2 separate regions of the Arabidopsis thaliana genome follow, and region 1 is linked to region 2. Evidence: chromatin contacts called from public capture Hi-C data. All regions are on one chromosome and are shown on one strand. The core of a region is the stretch at or near the end of the contact, and the rest is flanking DNA. Distances in the headings are between cores, read along the strand shown. Region 1 holds the start of AT4G28670 (cysteine-rich RECEPTOR-like kinase, putative (DUF26)). Region 2 holds the start of HAE (Leucine-rich receptor-like protein kinase family protein).

Region 1 (7,047 bases), core at 45-2,544, 74 kb before region 2:
TGAATACTCAAAGCTCATCAAGTGTGACTCAGTACATATTGACTCTGACTCTTTCTCTATCCTTAGATGTCCAAACAAATGAAACTTTTTAGTCTTAGTTCCTTTATGAGCACAATATAGTCTTGTGGAACTTACCTTTAATCTTCTTCTTTGGACTAGTTCGCATATAGAAGCATTTTCCACACCAAAATCCAGCTGCAATAGCCAACACACCCACCATGGAAATAACAAATATATACGTAAGGTTTTCTTTAGTGAAGCCTACAAGAAAAACATACAAGAAATGTTATGATCATAATACAAACGGATCACAATTTTTACAAATAACACAAGTGTTATGAGACAGAGACAGAGACATACTCATAGCAAGCAATCCACGTTCATTATAGAAGGTATAGTTAGAGTAACGCAAGTAGCATCCTGCATTCAAGGCAAAACCTTCTTTGGATGGTAAGCAGCTCGTAACCGATAAAGCTCCATCTGCTAAGCATAATTTGCACAACTCATCATTTAGCGTTCGCCAGCATACTCCCAACCCGTAAACCGTTAAATCCCGGATTCCCATTTTAGCCACCGAGAAACCTCGACTATATGGAGCCGCCTCAACAATGGATTTGGTCACTTCCTTTACTAAACCTTTGAATTCTGCAGACTTCTCCTTATCACTAGCACATATCTACATTCCCAAAATGGTCGACATATTAGGACAATTTAGTTGATTGTTCTTCAAGAATCGGATCCACACTAAATTCCTAGGATTAAGTTCTGTATTAGACAAGTTTGTGCAGAATTGATCCAACTATAGCACTTATATATTACTAGTCCCATCATATTTTCGATATGAGATTTCTGACAAAACATAACCATCTACCTTGGTGTCCTGATGAGAAACAGGTTCTTGATAGAAGCTGTAATTATCAGCTCTAACGAAACAACCGTCGAGGTGAAACCAACCACCGGTGGCCGGGAAACATTGAGAGAGGAGATCGGTAGCACGTGACCAACATAAACTACATTCGTCGGATGAGAGATCGCTAACACACTGCGACAAAACGTACATTCTCTCCGGAGGATCTCCATGTTCATGAGTTCCAAACTTGACATGCCTCATATCACCTCTGATCGCGTCGAGGTTAATCTGATATGATCTCCGGTAAGCCTCCTCGTTGGAGACGGTGCCGTTGTTACAAATATATCCGAGGACGTCGATTCGAGAGATTTTCATGGACATTGACGGAGCTAGTAACGTTAACGGCAAGACAACGGCCAAAGAAGAGATTAACGTCGATGCCATGATGCAGAGGAACAATGCTTTGATGCCCCTTTTCATAATAAACTATTCTTAACGACTTTTGGCTATATATGGTCATCAACTTAAAACCGGATATGCTCAAAGTTCGGTTTAGTTTTGATTCTGTTCAATTTCAGTGGAGTGTGTTTTCTATTTTAAATCTCTTACACGGTTTTGGTTTAATTGGATTGAACACTCGTAATATAAACACAAACACAGTTAAGTATTTGACTAATAGCACAATTCATAATGAAATTATGATCATACCTTTAGTAAAATCATGGATTTGTTTAGATTAAACCAAATTTAATCAGAACAAAAGCCTAGATTACCATTGTAAGTTGAAACTCAAGTAAAGATCAAAACTAGGAGAGTACAAGATTATAAATCAAAAGAGTGAAAAAATTTAATGTAACATACACATTTTGTTTTGCTCATTGAAAATTCTCTCCAACCTCATTGCTTCTTAACAAACTGCAAGCCATTCTGGTCCGAGTATCGCTCCATAAACCTCATGAACCTGTCCCATTCTTTCGGCGATCGCATTATGTGCTTCGCCACAATCCCTTCCGGTTTCCCATTCACGAATCTCGCGTTCACATCCGTCGACTGAATCACACCTTCCTCATCAATCATGTACAATCCTGTAATCTCTCCGACTTCACCGCTCGAGTCGAAAACGGATGGTTGGTCGAAAGAGAACAGTGCCATTCCGTTGCTTCCGTCTCTTGATCGAGTCAGCTTAACATCAGGGATTGTCATCTCATCCGTCCCTTGGATGAATTGGAGCGCCGGCTTTACCATCATCGTGATAGAGACGGGTTTCATCGGTCTTAGAGCTGTTCGGGATGATGGTTGAGCCCGCGGGAGAGAAACAGGGGATCCAGTGAAAGATGAGCTTTTGATGGGAAGAACAGAGCATGAAGATAAGACAATGCCTGCAACAAAAGGGATCAAACTATGGTTCTTAATTACACACTTGAAGTTAATTGATAGCGAGACATGTAAAAATCCAATCTTTTTCCATAACCCTAATCCACAATTACTTAGAACACACATTTACTATGAAACCATGATCAGATTACATCAAGTTACTGCCTTAACAACTTGTTTATCAAATCAGAGAAATCATGAGCTCGCAAAGAAACACGATTTATACCGATTCGTTTCCGATAAATCTCGTTACAGTTTCGGATTCAGCATTATACCGAAAATTACGGGAAATTTTCCTTATTCAAGCTACATGCAACACGAAGATTTCAACTACCAATTCGACGAATCAAAAGTGCGAAATTAGGGTTTTTTCGCGTACCTGAGCGAGGAACATTTCGTTGAGAATGGTTGACAGAAGTTAAAGAACCAATCGACCGAACACAAGCCATATCTGTGATGTCTGAGTGCACGAGGAGTTAGAGACACAGAGAGTAAGAAGGAGATGAAGCAAAAAGCTGTGGTGTGGTGGCGGGAGAATCGTGACGTGTCACTACCAAAGCCGTTCCTTCATTTGGATACCGTCATCGTCTCAACTTATGGGCTTTTACCTTTAGGCCCGAGATGTTTATAATAAGCCCATTTTGGTCAAATTGTCATATAATAAACCCATTTTGGCTTTAGACAGAGTCAGAGAGTCTCTTGCTGTCTCAGAGGTTTTTAAGATGCATGAAACACACGTGGCACATGCGTGTAGATCGTAAGGAAAAGCTGGACTCTCAAGTCTGTGATGCCATAGCGAATCCCATGGCCTGATCCCTGATGGCCATGTGACGAATCGTCAGCATACATACTTACTTGTTAATATATTAATTAGTATGGTATTAATAATATAACCCAACAAAACACCATTTGCAAAGAGTTTAGGTACTTATTTGTGGGATTAGGTTTCTCTCTCTGATAATACAGAAATTAATACTAAATTAAGTCACTATAGGTGCTGATCCACATGCATCCCATTAAGCCTTCAAACCTCTTGTAAGTGTTTATTTCTTTATGATCTATAGTCTATAAAATCTCCTATAAACCATCCATTGTTCTTTTGGGTAATAATTGATTATTATAATATTTATGGTGTAGATCAAATTTATTTATTTTCCTAAGATATTGTATATATCAGTGATCAGTCGAAAGATTCAAAACTGAAAAGTGTATTCTATCAATTATATAAAAAAAAATTACTTACTGAGTAATCGTAGAATTTAAGGTATTTTATCCAACGATCGAAAGGATAATTAAGCAAATGAAGAACTTAACTACGGATCGGAATGTTTTCTAAAAACAACAAATAATAAGAAAGAAAAAACAATTGTATAAAAGACAGGTCCACATGAGTGCATGTGAAGCAACAGTTTGTGTTTAGTACTGTAATAAGAAGGATGGAAACATGAAATCAGTAAGAGGAGTGGGTAATTGTTGGAGTATTACAATAATTGTTTTGATGAATATTATGCGTGTGCATTTCTCTGCCATTTTCCCACAAATCATTTAGCATTTAGCTTATCTTATCCTTTATCAAATTGATCAGTTAGTTTACCTCGACCCGTTCTTGATACATACATATCTGTTTGAGTTTTTAAACATCTTGGTGTTGAATTTGTCACGGTTATTATTTATCAAGTTTGGATTCTTTTTAGTGATATCAAATTACTATGCTATGCTAATTGGGCAGTCTGAAAAAAAAATAAAAATTATATTCTCTCGTTTGACGTACGTTTTTTTTATTCCGTCTCCATTTTACTTTACCTTAAAGGCATTGGCACTGACTTTGGGTGTATACGTCTACACATGCTTTTAGTCTTTTAGACATCAGGTAGAAAGTTTACGAAATTAGAATTTTATATCTGAAGAACGTTTAAGAAAGTAGCATTTTAATTAGGGACAATTTGCTGATACATTCAAGAAGTGATACAATTAACCACTTTATTTAATTTTTATTTGTTATATTATCAACAATATTATACTATACCTATATTACACTGCCATAAATCTGTAACATGGGAAGATTCTTATCTAATCAATCATGCAAACGAAAGAACAGTAACAAGCCTGCACTCTCTGCAGTGGCATACATTATAGTATTCACACTTTTGTTACGCATCAAGGTAAGTATGATTGAACTAAAGAAATATGTTTTCACGTATAATGGCCATGAGTGGGCTCGATCTTAATTTTTTTTAACCAACCAAATAGAAAGAAGCTTTTCGAAATTCAAAAGGGGTAAGAAGAAACGTGAAGATCGATCGTGGGAATATCTTCATTATTGCTGATTTTAATTAATAATGAAATTTATTTGGACCTATCTGATATTTAAATATGCTGCAGAGCATAGGGTAATAGGATCATCTGTTCTTCTTCATCACATGTGCAGGTCACCCATTCTTATATGCTTCGAACGTTCACCTCGGTGGCTATATCCTAAATACGAGATTTACAATATAATCACTGATTCATCATTAATATGTAATGTAATCGAATATTGCTAAGAGCTAATGGTATATTTTTTGTTTTTCTTCCTTAGAAGGCAAGCGTTAAAAGACACAAAAGGAAAAAGGTGGGAAAATAGATAAAGACATTCTACAAAAGCTGAATTAGAATGAAGTTAAGCATAAGCTACCTCTATGCCACACACCAAGTGTATGTATAAAAAATAGTAATTATATTAGTATTAGTTTAAGCTTAAGCTATCTATGGCACATTCACAAATCACTATACAGCAAATCAATAGTTGACTTAATTAATTTTAAAACACCGAACACATTTTTGGATTAGTTGTAATTGTGAAGAAAACACATTCTCTCTTCACATGTTCAATGTCTTAAGAAATTTCTCAAATACTTCCAAGATCTTGTTTATTTCTTTTTTTCTTAGAACATGTAACCCTACATACTCTTTGATCACTACATCCATATAAAACCAAGATTCATTTTTATATATCTCTGTGTTTATATGTCACATATATATAACATAATAAACACAGAACAAGCATATACTTACAGAGTTTCTTCTTATTCTACTCTCTTCCTCCACCACCTCCTTGCATGTTCACTAGTCTCGTTCTTGGTAATGAACTAAGGAGTCAAGTTTCAGTTGAAGCTGTTGAGACAGAGGAAGAAGTTGAAGATGAAGATGAAGATAATAGTTCTCTTCCTTTACTACTGTTACATTGGTTCTACTTCCTCTGTTTTAGCTTCCATCGACAATGTCAACGAGCTCTCTGTTTTGCTGTCGGTGAAATCAACTCTTGTGGATCCTCTCAACTTTCTCAAAGACTGGAAGCTTTCAGACACCAGCGATCACTGTAATTGGACCGGTGTTCGGTGCAACTCAAATGGCAATGTTGAGAAGCTCGACCTGGCGGGGATGAATCTCACAGGCAAAATCTCAGATTCGATCAGCCAGCTGAGTAGCCTTGTCTCGTTTAACATATCATGCAACGGATTCGAGTCGCTGCTCCCGAAATCAATCCCTCCGTTGAAATCTATTGACATCAGCCAGAATTCATTCTCAGGGAGTCTTTTTCTATTTAGCAATGAATCACTTGGGCTTGTTCACCTCAATGCTTCAGGGAACAATCTCTCCGGAAATCTCACGGAGGATCTCGGGAACTTAGTCTCTTTAGAAGTTCTTGATCTCCGAGGGAATTTCTTTCAAGGGTCACTTCCAAGTTCATTCAAGAATCTACAGAAGCTGAGATTTCTCGGATTATCCGGAAACAATCTCACCGGCGAGTTACCAAGCGTTCTCGGCCAGCTCCCTTCACTTGAAACCGCCATTCTTGGTTACAACGAATTCAAAGGTCCGATTCCACCGGAATTTGGAAACATAAACAGCCTCAAGTACCTTGATTTGGCCATCGGAAAGCTCAGTGGTGAGATTCCGTCAGAGCTTGGGAAGCTCAAGTCACTCGAGACGCTTCTCCTGTACGAGAATAACTTCACCGGAACAATTCCAAGAGAGATAGGAAGCATTACCACGCTAAAGGTTCTTGATTTCTCCGATAATGCGTTAACCGGCGAGATTCCAATGGAGATAACAAAGCTCAAGAACCTCCAGCTACTGAACCTGATGCGCAACAAACTCTCAGGCTCCATTCCTCCCGCCATCAGCAGTCTAGCACAGTTACAAGTCCTCGAGCTCTGGAACAACACGCTCTCCGGCGAGTTACCAAGCGATCTCGGGAAGAATTCTCCATTACAATGGCTTGACGTTTCTTCAAACTCCTTCTCAGGCGAGATTCCTTCAACTCTATGCAACAAGGGAAATCTAACCAAGCTCATTCTCTTCAACAACACCTTCACCGGTCAGATTCCAGCGACTCTTTCCACTTGCCAATCACTAGTTCGTGTTAGAATGCAGAACAATCTACTAAACGGATCAATTCCTATCGGCTTTGGCAAGCTTGAGAAGCTACAGAGACTCGAACTAGCCGGAAATCGTCTCAGCGGAGGGATCCCTGGAGACATCTCCGATTCAGTTTCACTTTCTTTCATTGATTTCTCAAGAAACCAGATCCGATCATCTCTCCCTTCCACAATCCTCTCAATTCACAACCTACAGGCGTTTTTAGTCGCCGATAACTTTATCTCCGGCGAAGTTCCAGACCAATTCCAGGATTGTCCTTCACTCTCTAATCTCGATCTCTCATCAAACACTCTCACTGGCACTATCCCTTCAAGCATTGCTTCATGCGAGAAGCTCGTAAGCCTCAACCTAAGAAATAATAACCTCACCGGCGAAATCCCTAGACAGATCACGACAATGTC
Region 2 (7,560 bases), core at 3,447-5,946:
CTTAAAAATACATATATGTGATATTTTGAAGAATAAATAAATGAATAACCAAGAAGGAAAGAAAAAAAAAGATTGCTTGGGTTTTAAGTTTGGTTGGGCTCATGGCATGTATGTATGGTGTGTGAGAGAGAGATGGACAAAGACTGATCAAACAAAATAACATGAAAGACAAAATCTTATGAGGGAATACATATGTGAGCTAATCTTTCCTTTTTTGACAATAACATGCATGGAACAAAAATAACTTGTCTTGTCGTAGTTTGTGTGGGATGATCTCTATATCCAATGTATAATGTTGAATGTTGAGTAAAGATAATAAAACCTATAACTAATCAATTAATCTTGGTAATTTGCTGATTAAATGTATAGGATTTGAAAATGAATATGAGATGGAGTAAGTTTGGGGCAAGGTGTTGTTGCTGGTCTGTGAGAGCTCAGACGTGATATGGTAGAACAAAAAATAAGAAAGAGAAGTTAAGGTCCAATGTCACCCTAGAGTGTATGTAAAGATATTATACATAAACTTATACTTATAATTTACACATATTTAACATCTCCATCATCAGTATATTACTGTATGTACATAAATTTTACTGAAATCACATACTGATATTAGTGATATACGTTAGAAAACATTATAATATTGGTTTTTAGATAGATAAAAAGAAAAAGAAAAAAAAAGAAAAAAAATGGAAAGTTAAAAAGCTAGTCATTATTCTATTTCTTCACGTAGACTTCTCATGCATAACATTAACAAGGAACCTCCTCAACCTTTATTTATTTTTTCTCTTTGTTTTCTGATTTTTGTTTCTGCTCTCCCCTGTTAACTCTAAACACATGTTATACAACCTATTCTTAATTTATTATCAAACTAAACAAAAAATTATGAACAAATGTTACACTTCTGTGTCTGTTGGAAAATTTTGTGGTTAGCTTGTTGTTTTCATTGGTGGATCGAAACCGCGGCAAGGTGTCATTCAAGAAATCTATCTAACCACATTATACTGACATATGCTGTCTATGCTTGGCTATTTAGAATTTACTTTTTATAATGGCATTAGTATTACCACACTAAGTTTTACTTTATAAGAATATGAAAAAAAAATTAGAAAAAAAAATATTGATCATCACTCGTCAGAATCGATCCGTTTTCCAAAATTGAACTGGTAACGAGCTCGAGTTTAAATAAGGTTGGCTATTGGGTGGACCAACCACCAAATATTGCAAATATTGCGTTAAATTAAAATTAATATCCAAATTATAACTTTATATTAGCTTTAAGAGCAATTACCTAATCAGAAAGCTCCACTTTTCTGTTTTTGATATCTTTCTTACAGTTCACCTAGCATCATAACATCAAATTGCTATCCCCGGCCCAAACCGATTCTCAGCCCATATTGGAATGTTCAAACGCTGTTCAAGTCTTCCGTGTAGTAAGGCGAGAGTTTCCCACCGGTTTTAGATCGTTTAGATGTGTTTGGACTGCTACAAGGAACAGCACCAGAGACTTCTTGAAGCATGATCACAACTTTTCTCATGGAAGGTCTGTTTAGAGGGAGAGGACTCGTACAGAGTAGACCAATGTGAATGACTTTACTAATTTCTTCTTTGAACTTGAGATCGAGTTTGGGATCGATCACGGGTTCTAAACCGCATTTGTCAAGTGCAGTGCACACCCATTTTGCCATATCTTTATCTCCAAGTTCTGAATCAGTTGGTTGCTTCCCTGTAACCAGTTCCAAAAGCACCACACCAAAGCTGTAGATATCGCTCTTTTCATTCACCCGAAGTGTGTATACGTATTCTGCAAAATTGAAAACTATTAATATAAGATCAAAAGTTACAAAATGCAGCTGAAATATGTTTTGGTTTATACCTGGTGCAATGTAACCACAAGAACCGGCGATCCCGGACATAGCTTCTGGAGTTTTGGAACCACTCATCTGACCGACTTTAGCGATCCCAAAGTCAGCAACTTTAGCCCCATAATCGCTATCTAGCAGTATGTTACTCGACTTCACATCGCGGTGCACAATGGGAGGAACACAATCATGGTGCAAGTATGATAAACCCTCGGCAGCGTCCAAAGCAATCCTCAACCGCTCTGGCCAACCCAACACAACACCGCCTTTGCGGTCACCATGCAACACATCAGCTAAGCTCCCATTAGGCATGTACTCATACACCAACAACTTACAATCACCAGAGCTGCAACAACACCACAAACGCACAATACTCTTGTGCCTAATCGTCCCCAACGTTTCAACCTCCGCTGCAAAAACATCTCTATTCAACGAATCACTACTGTATTCATCATCTCCTCCTTTAACACTTTTGTTAAGTTTCTTCACAGCTACAACTTCTCCACCTCTAAGCTCAACTTTATAGACTTTACCAGAAGATCCAAACCCGATTACGTTCTTTTCATCGAGACAATCAGCTATCTCGTGCTCACTGAAATGAAGCTTGTGGAATGATCTCCATTTCGACGCTGCTAAAGTAGAACTCTTCAAAGCTCTGAGTTTTCTACACTTGGCAATGAACATAACGATCCCGACAACGAAAACCAAACCGGCGAGTAAGAAAATCGTTAAAAGAATCCATACATAGCCGATGTTTTTAGACCGTGTGATCTTCCGACAAAGGCCGTCGAGATCAACACATAAACCGGGATTTCCGATGAAGTCATGTGCGTAGATTTTATTAGCGTAGAGAGGAGGGATTTTACCGGAGAGGTGATTATACGAAAGGTTTAAAACGTTTAGCTTCAGATTCTGTAACTCCAACGGAATCTCACCGGAGAATTGATTGCTTGAAAGGTCAAGGTAATTGAGAACAGGTAAGATTCCGACTTCTTTAGGGATTTCACCGGAGAGATGATTATTAGCCAAATTAAGCTCGTTTAGATTCTTCCAACCACGAAGTTCTCTAGGAATCTCACCGGAGAGTTGATTCTTACTGAGATCAAGCCTGCTCAATTGCTTCAATTTCACCAAGCTTTCAGGAATCTCACCGGAGAAATCATTCTCCGCTCCGGAAATCTCGATTATTCCGTTAAGCGATCCGATTTCGTTGGGGATTGAACCTGAAAATCGATTCTTTGAGATTCGTAGGTTCGATAGATTCTTCGCGCCGATGATCGTCTTAGGAATACTTCCGGTGAACGAATTGTCAGAGAGTTCGAGAAGTGACAAGCGAGGCAATCCCCAGAATCCATGTGGGATTTGACCCGAAAGCTTGTTGTTACTCAATCGGACCCGGGTCAAGCTCTTACACTTTCCGAGATTATTAGAGATTTCTCCTGAAAACGAATTGTCTATAAGAATTAGATACTCTAGCTTCCCTTCACCGCAGACATTCGCCGGTATTTCGCCGGAAAATCGGTTATACGATAAGTCCACGTACTGTAACGGTGAGTTAGCGCCGAGTTGACTCGGTAATACTCCGGTGAGTCTGTTGTTGAAAAGCTTGAGTTCTGACAAGGTTTTGGAGCGAGTTATGCTCTCCGGTAAAGGACCTTCGAGCATGTTCTCGAAGAGATTGAGTGACTCGAGGTTTAACAGATTCAAGTTGTCGGGTATTTTTCCTGTCAGCTTATTCATCGACGCGTCGAATCTTTTTAGCGTCGTCATGTTACCCATGGATTCTGGTAACTCGCCTGAGAACGAGTTGTTGAATAGTTCGATTTGCTCGACGGTTTTTAGCTGCGTGATCCAACTTGGGATAGATCCTGTGAGTTGGTTAAATGTCAAATCCAAGTTAACCAAACTAGTTAACCGGGACAGAGACGGAGGTATCGGACCGACGAGGTTGCAGCCGGCGAGCCAGAGAACTTGGAGCTCCGTGAGGTTTCCGAGTTGACTCGGGATTTGACTCGGAGAAAACAAATTGTAAGCGAGTTTGAGTTCTTTAAGAGTCGTGACGTTACCGAGAGAGGCGGGAATTGTACCGGAGAGGAAGTTACCGGCGAGGTTTAAAGACTCAAGCTTTCGAAACTCTCCGAAGCTCGACGGGATCGTGTCTGATAAGTTGTTTCCGGAGATTTCAAGGAACTTGAGGTTTGGGAGATTGAAAGGAAGTGACTTTGGGATGGATCCAACCAATAGATTCTCCGATAAATCAAGACTGATGAGATTGTGACACGTATCGAAGTCGTCGGCGGAGAGAGAGCCATTGATGGAGTTATTATATAGAGAGAGGGAATGGAGAGAAGGAAGGTGGCAGAGGATGGAGGGGAAAGGTCCGACGAGCATGAAGCTTGAGAGATCGACGGAGACAACGTTTGACGTGGCGTCGCAGCTCACGCCTAGCCACTTGCATGGGGTGACGTCGTTGTTGTCGGACCATGAAGATAGGGACTGGGCCGGGTCGGATAAGCCCAGTTTGGCTTGCCGGAGAATGGTGGCATCTTGGTTTAGAGATAGACTTGGTAGATACGTAGAAGAGAGACATAGGAGGAGAATAAGACAATAAAGCATTTTTTTGGAAAAGGAATCGTTATTCTTCTTTTTTCATGCTTTGGATTTGTGAATAAAACGAAATTATGGATTGGTAATTATAAGGAATTGTAGAAGCAAAAAGGGAAACGAGCACTGTGACAAGACATGGGTGAGACATGTTTTCCGATATTGGAAGAATTAGGAGGCAATAGTATACATCCATGTGAAATCGATTACGGAGCAAAGTACTACTGTACATATAAATCATAAACAAATTTGTAAAGTGATATTAAAAAAAAATCGGATTATGAATAATTACATAAGGTAATTTTATAAAAAATATTTTTTTGATAAATGAACAAACATTTAATTGTTCATTTGAAAAGAAACAGAATGGACCAATGGTCACTCTCCAAGTCAACTGAAATGCTATGATGGTCAAAATGATGGAGACAAATGGGCCATGTAATGCTGGATTTATGTTGACTTTTCGAGTCTGCATATAAAGCTTCTGGATTAATGTTATGAATGCATAACTTAATCACTTATGTGTGTGTGTATACTGTATTGTGATGAGGACATATCCTATGATTTTATATCGATGATCTCGAAAATTTGTTAAACCGAAAACTTAGCCACCTATGATCCCAACCCTAGATTGACTAACAATCTTTTAATTGGAAGTTTAGAACTATAGTGATGCTTCCAAGTTCCAATTGCTTGATGCGCATTTGTGAAGCCACGTGTATATGTAGACAAGGTCAAATTTGGTTGGTCGGAGAAACATGATCTAACAGTAGATTTTGTTAGATTACTTTCATTTCGATGGGAAAAGCAACAGTCACTATGATTTGAAAAAACAACGAGATTTAAGGGGGGAAAGAAGAGAAAATGATAGATCATGGCTTTAATCCGTGATCGAATATCACGAGTTTGCGCGATGGTACAACGCACTATGCACTATGATGTCACCTTAATCCAATAATGTTTAAGTCTTTGGTCCTCTAACGATAATGACTTTTCTTCTTCTTAGTTTGCATTCCCTTTACGTCTCCACAAGCACTCTGCCTTTTAATTGTTTTGGACTTTTGCTGTTAATAACGATATTCTCTTAAATTCTGTTATTCTGAAGCTTAATTCGTATGGAACAAAGAAGTAAAAAGGGTTTATTAGTGTATATAGAGTCTCAACACAACAGAGTCTCAACACAACAGAGACTCTATATACACTAATAGGGTTATACGTGATTTTTGTTTCGTTTTAAAAGTCCATATTTCATATGATTTACCAGTATGCAGTATGTAAAAGTTATATGAAATAGAGGTCACCTAAGTTCTCGTTCATATATTCTTATGAACAAACAAATGAAATTGCAGGTCCACTTCACAACCGATAACCTCTTTTAGCCGAAGAATAAATTCGTTCAAAGACCAATTTAATACAATTCTTTATGGTCCATACGTTAGACAGATTAGAATTAAGCCACGTCTTTGGAGAATTCTAATCTAGATTATTTTCGAAAAACTAGTTTTTACTAGTTTAGCAAAGTTTTACTATATCAATATAATAAAAGTAACTTTGATAATGATATATCTTCTTAGGAAACGGTGACAGAGTTTTAGTTTAATCCTTTCTGTTACAAAACTCCTATTTCTTGTTTCGTTACTCAAATGTTATTTGGTTTTTACGTTTTTTATTGCTAATCCTGACATGCAACAGAAACATAAAAATGGAAGAACAGAATATCAACCTTGAAACCTGAACAAACAACTCAACGGAAGCAAACACCAAAAAAGAAAGAAATCGAAACCCATAAAATCTTGTGCAATTCTTTCAAATCAGAATTAACCATAGAGACAAAAAAAAGAAACATATATAATCATTCGAATTTGCAGAGTGATTAACGAAAAAACAATTGAAGATGGAGGAGACGAAGCAGTCATTGATAGCATCGTTGCCGTCGGCACCAAGAAAACCAAAGTCGAAAGTAGAGAGAGTTGTGAGGAAAACATTCAAAGGAACAGCTCATCTATCAAATCTGCTCCCAACCGGTTCTGTAATGAGTTTTCAAATAATGTGTCCGGTCCTAACCCATCAAGGTCAGTGTCCCACCATCACCAGTCGCTGGCTCACCTGCTTCCTCGTCTCCTTATGCGCCATCTCCTGCTTCCTCTTCTCCTTTACCGACTCCATTAGAGACCCAAACGGCAAGGTATATATACATATCTCTGTCACATTTTCCGCTGTTTTGTACCATTCATAACAACTTGTTGACATAAGCACCAAACTTAATGTTGCAGGTTAGGTACGGGTTGGCAACGTGGAGTGGGCTATTAGTGATGGATGGATCGATTACTTTAACGGAGGAGGAGAAGGAAAAGTATAAGCTCAAGATTCTTGATTTTATTCACGCAATCATGTCAATGCTCGTCTTCTTCGCAGTCTCCATGTTTGATCAGAACGTAACCCGTTGTTTATTCCCCGTTCCTTCCGAGGAAACCAAGGAGATTCTTACCAGTTTACCTTTTGTCATCGGCGTCATTTGTGGTGCCTTCTTCCTAGCGTTCCCTACACGCCGTCATGGCATCGGATCTCCCCTTACCAAAGAATAATTTCATACTCTAGACAAGAACTGAAAAACTTTTGTATAACAAAAAGATTTGTGATCTTCAATTTTTGTTTATGGAGGACATGTACCAAATCTTGAAAAAACTATTCTTTAAAAAGAAGACTTGTTTAACAACACGAAATTTAATGAAGAGGGAGATAATTCCCTATAAATTGTATATTACCAAATTTATCCCAATCTCCACACATCACAAGACAGAGATGCTTTAATCATCACCCAATAAGCTTCTTAAACCCAGCTTTCTGTTCCGCAGTTAATCTCGCTGGAAACTTGATATTGAACTTGATCCTTAAGTTCCCTTTCTTTGTCTGATCTTTCTGGAGTGGCATTCCCTCTTTAGGAACCACCTCTTCATACTCTGGATGGATCACATTTGTGATCGGGATTGTAAGTGTACGGCCATCAAGGGTCGCTATGTTTGCGGTGTAGCCTGTTAAGGCATCAGCTAGTGAGACTTTCTGTGTGACAATCAGGTCGTTGCCCTCACGGGTA

The links. Capture Hi-C pulls out chosen DNA fragments and counts their contacts.
Region 1: a contact with region 2 is called in a capture Hi-C map of shoot, with 2.1 times the contacts expected there. A contact is called at or near these places in 1 of 26 Hi-C or Micro-C datasets (rosette leaf), 1 of 2 datasets of targeted methods (shoot) and 1 of 3 other capture datasets (shoot).

Annotation. Positions count from the first base shown.
Region 1 is chr4:14,145,634-14,152,680 of TAIR10.1, reverse strand. It overlaps AT4G28670 (cysteine-rich RECEPTOR-like kinase, putative (DUF26)), which reads right to left and starts at 1,294. Exons shown (of 8, transcript NM_119009.1): 1 at 872-1,294; 2 at 361-676; 3 at 136-261; 4 at 1-101. The coding sequence starts at 1,294. PSB28 (photosystem II reaction center PSB28 protein) reads right to left here and starts at 2,832. Exons shown (of 2, transcript NM_119008.4): 1 at 2,604-2,832; 2 at 1,518-2,229. The coding sequence starts at 2,673. The coding sequence ends at 1,748. AT4G28650 (Leucine-rich repeat transmembrane protein kinase family protein) reads left to right here and starts at 5,144. Exons shown (of 2, transcript NM_119007.3): 1 at 5,144-7,047. The coding sequence starts at 5,405. AT4G28652 (a long non-coding RNA gene) reads right to left here. Exons shown (of 1, transcript NR_142376.1): 1 at 5,264-7,047.
Region 2 is chr4:14,074,812-14,082,371 of TAIR10.1, reverse strand. HAE (Leucine-rich receptor-like protein kinase family protein) reads right to left here and starts at 4,696. Exons shown (of 2, transcript NM_118991.3): 1 at 1,877-4,696; 2 at 915-1,804. The coding sequence starts at 4,478. The coding sequence ends at 1,407. AT4G28480 (DNAJ heat shock family protein) reads right to left here. Exons shown (of 3, transcript NM_118990.4): 3 at 7,101-7,560. The coding sequence ends at 7,281. DMP7 (transmembrane protein, putative (DUF679 domain membrane protein 7)) reads left to right here and starts at 6,361. Exons shown (of 3, transcript NM_148380.2): 1 at 6,361-6,438; 2 at 6,539-6,651; 3 at 6,745-7,137. The coding sequence starts at 6,361. The coding sequence ends at 7,051.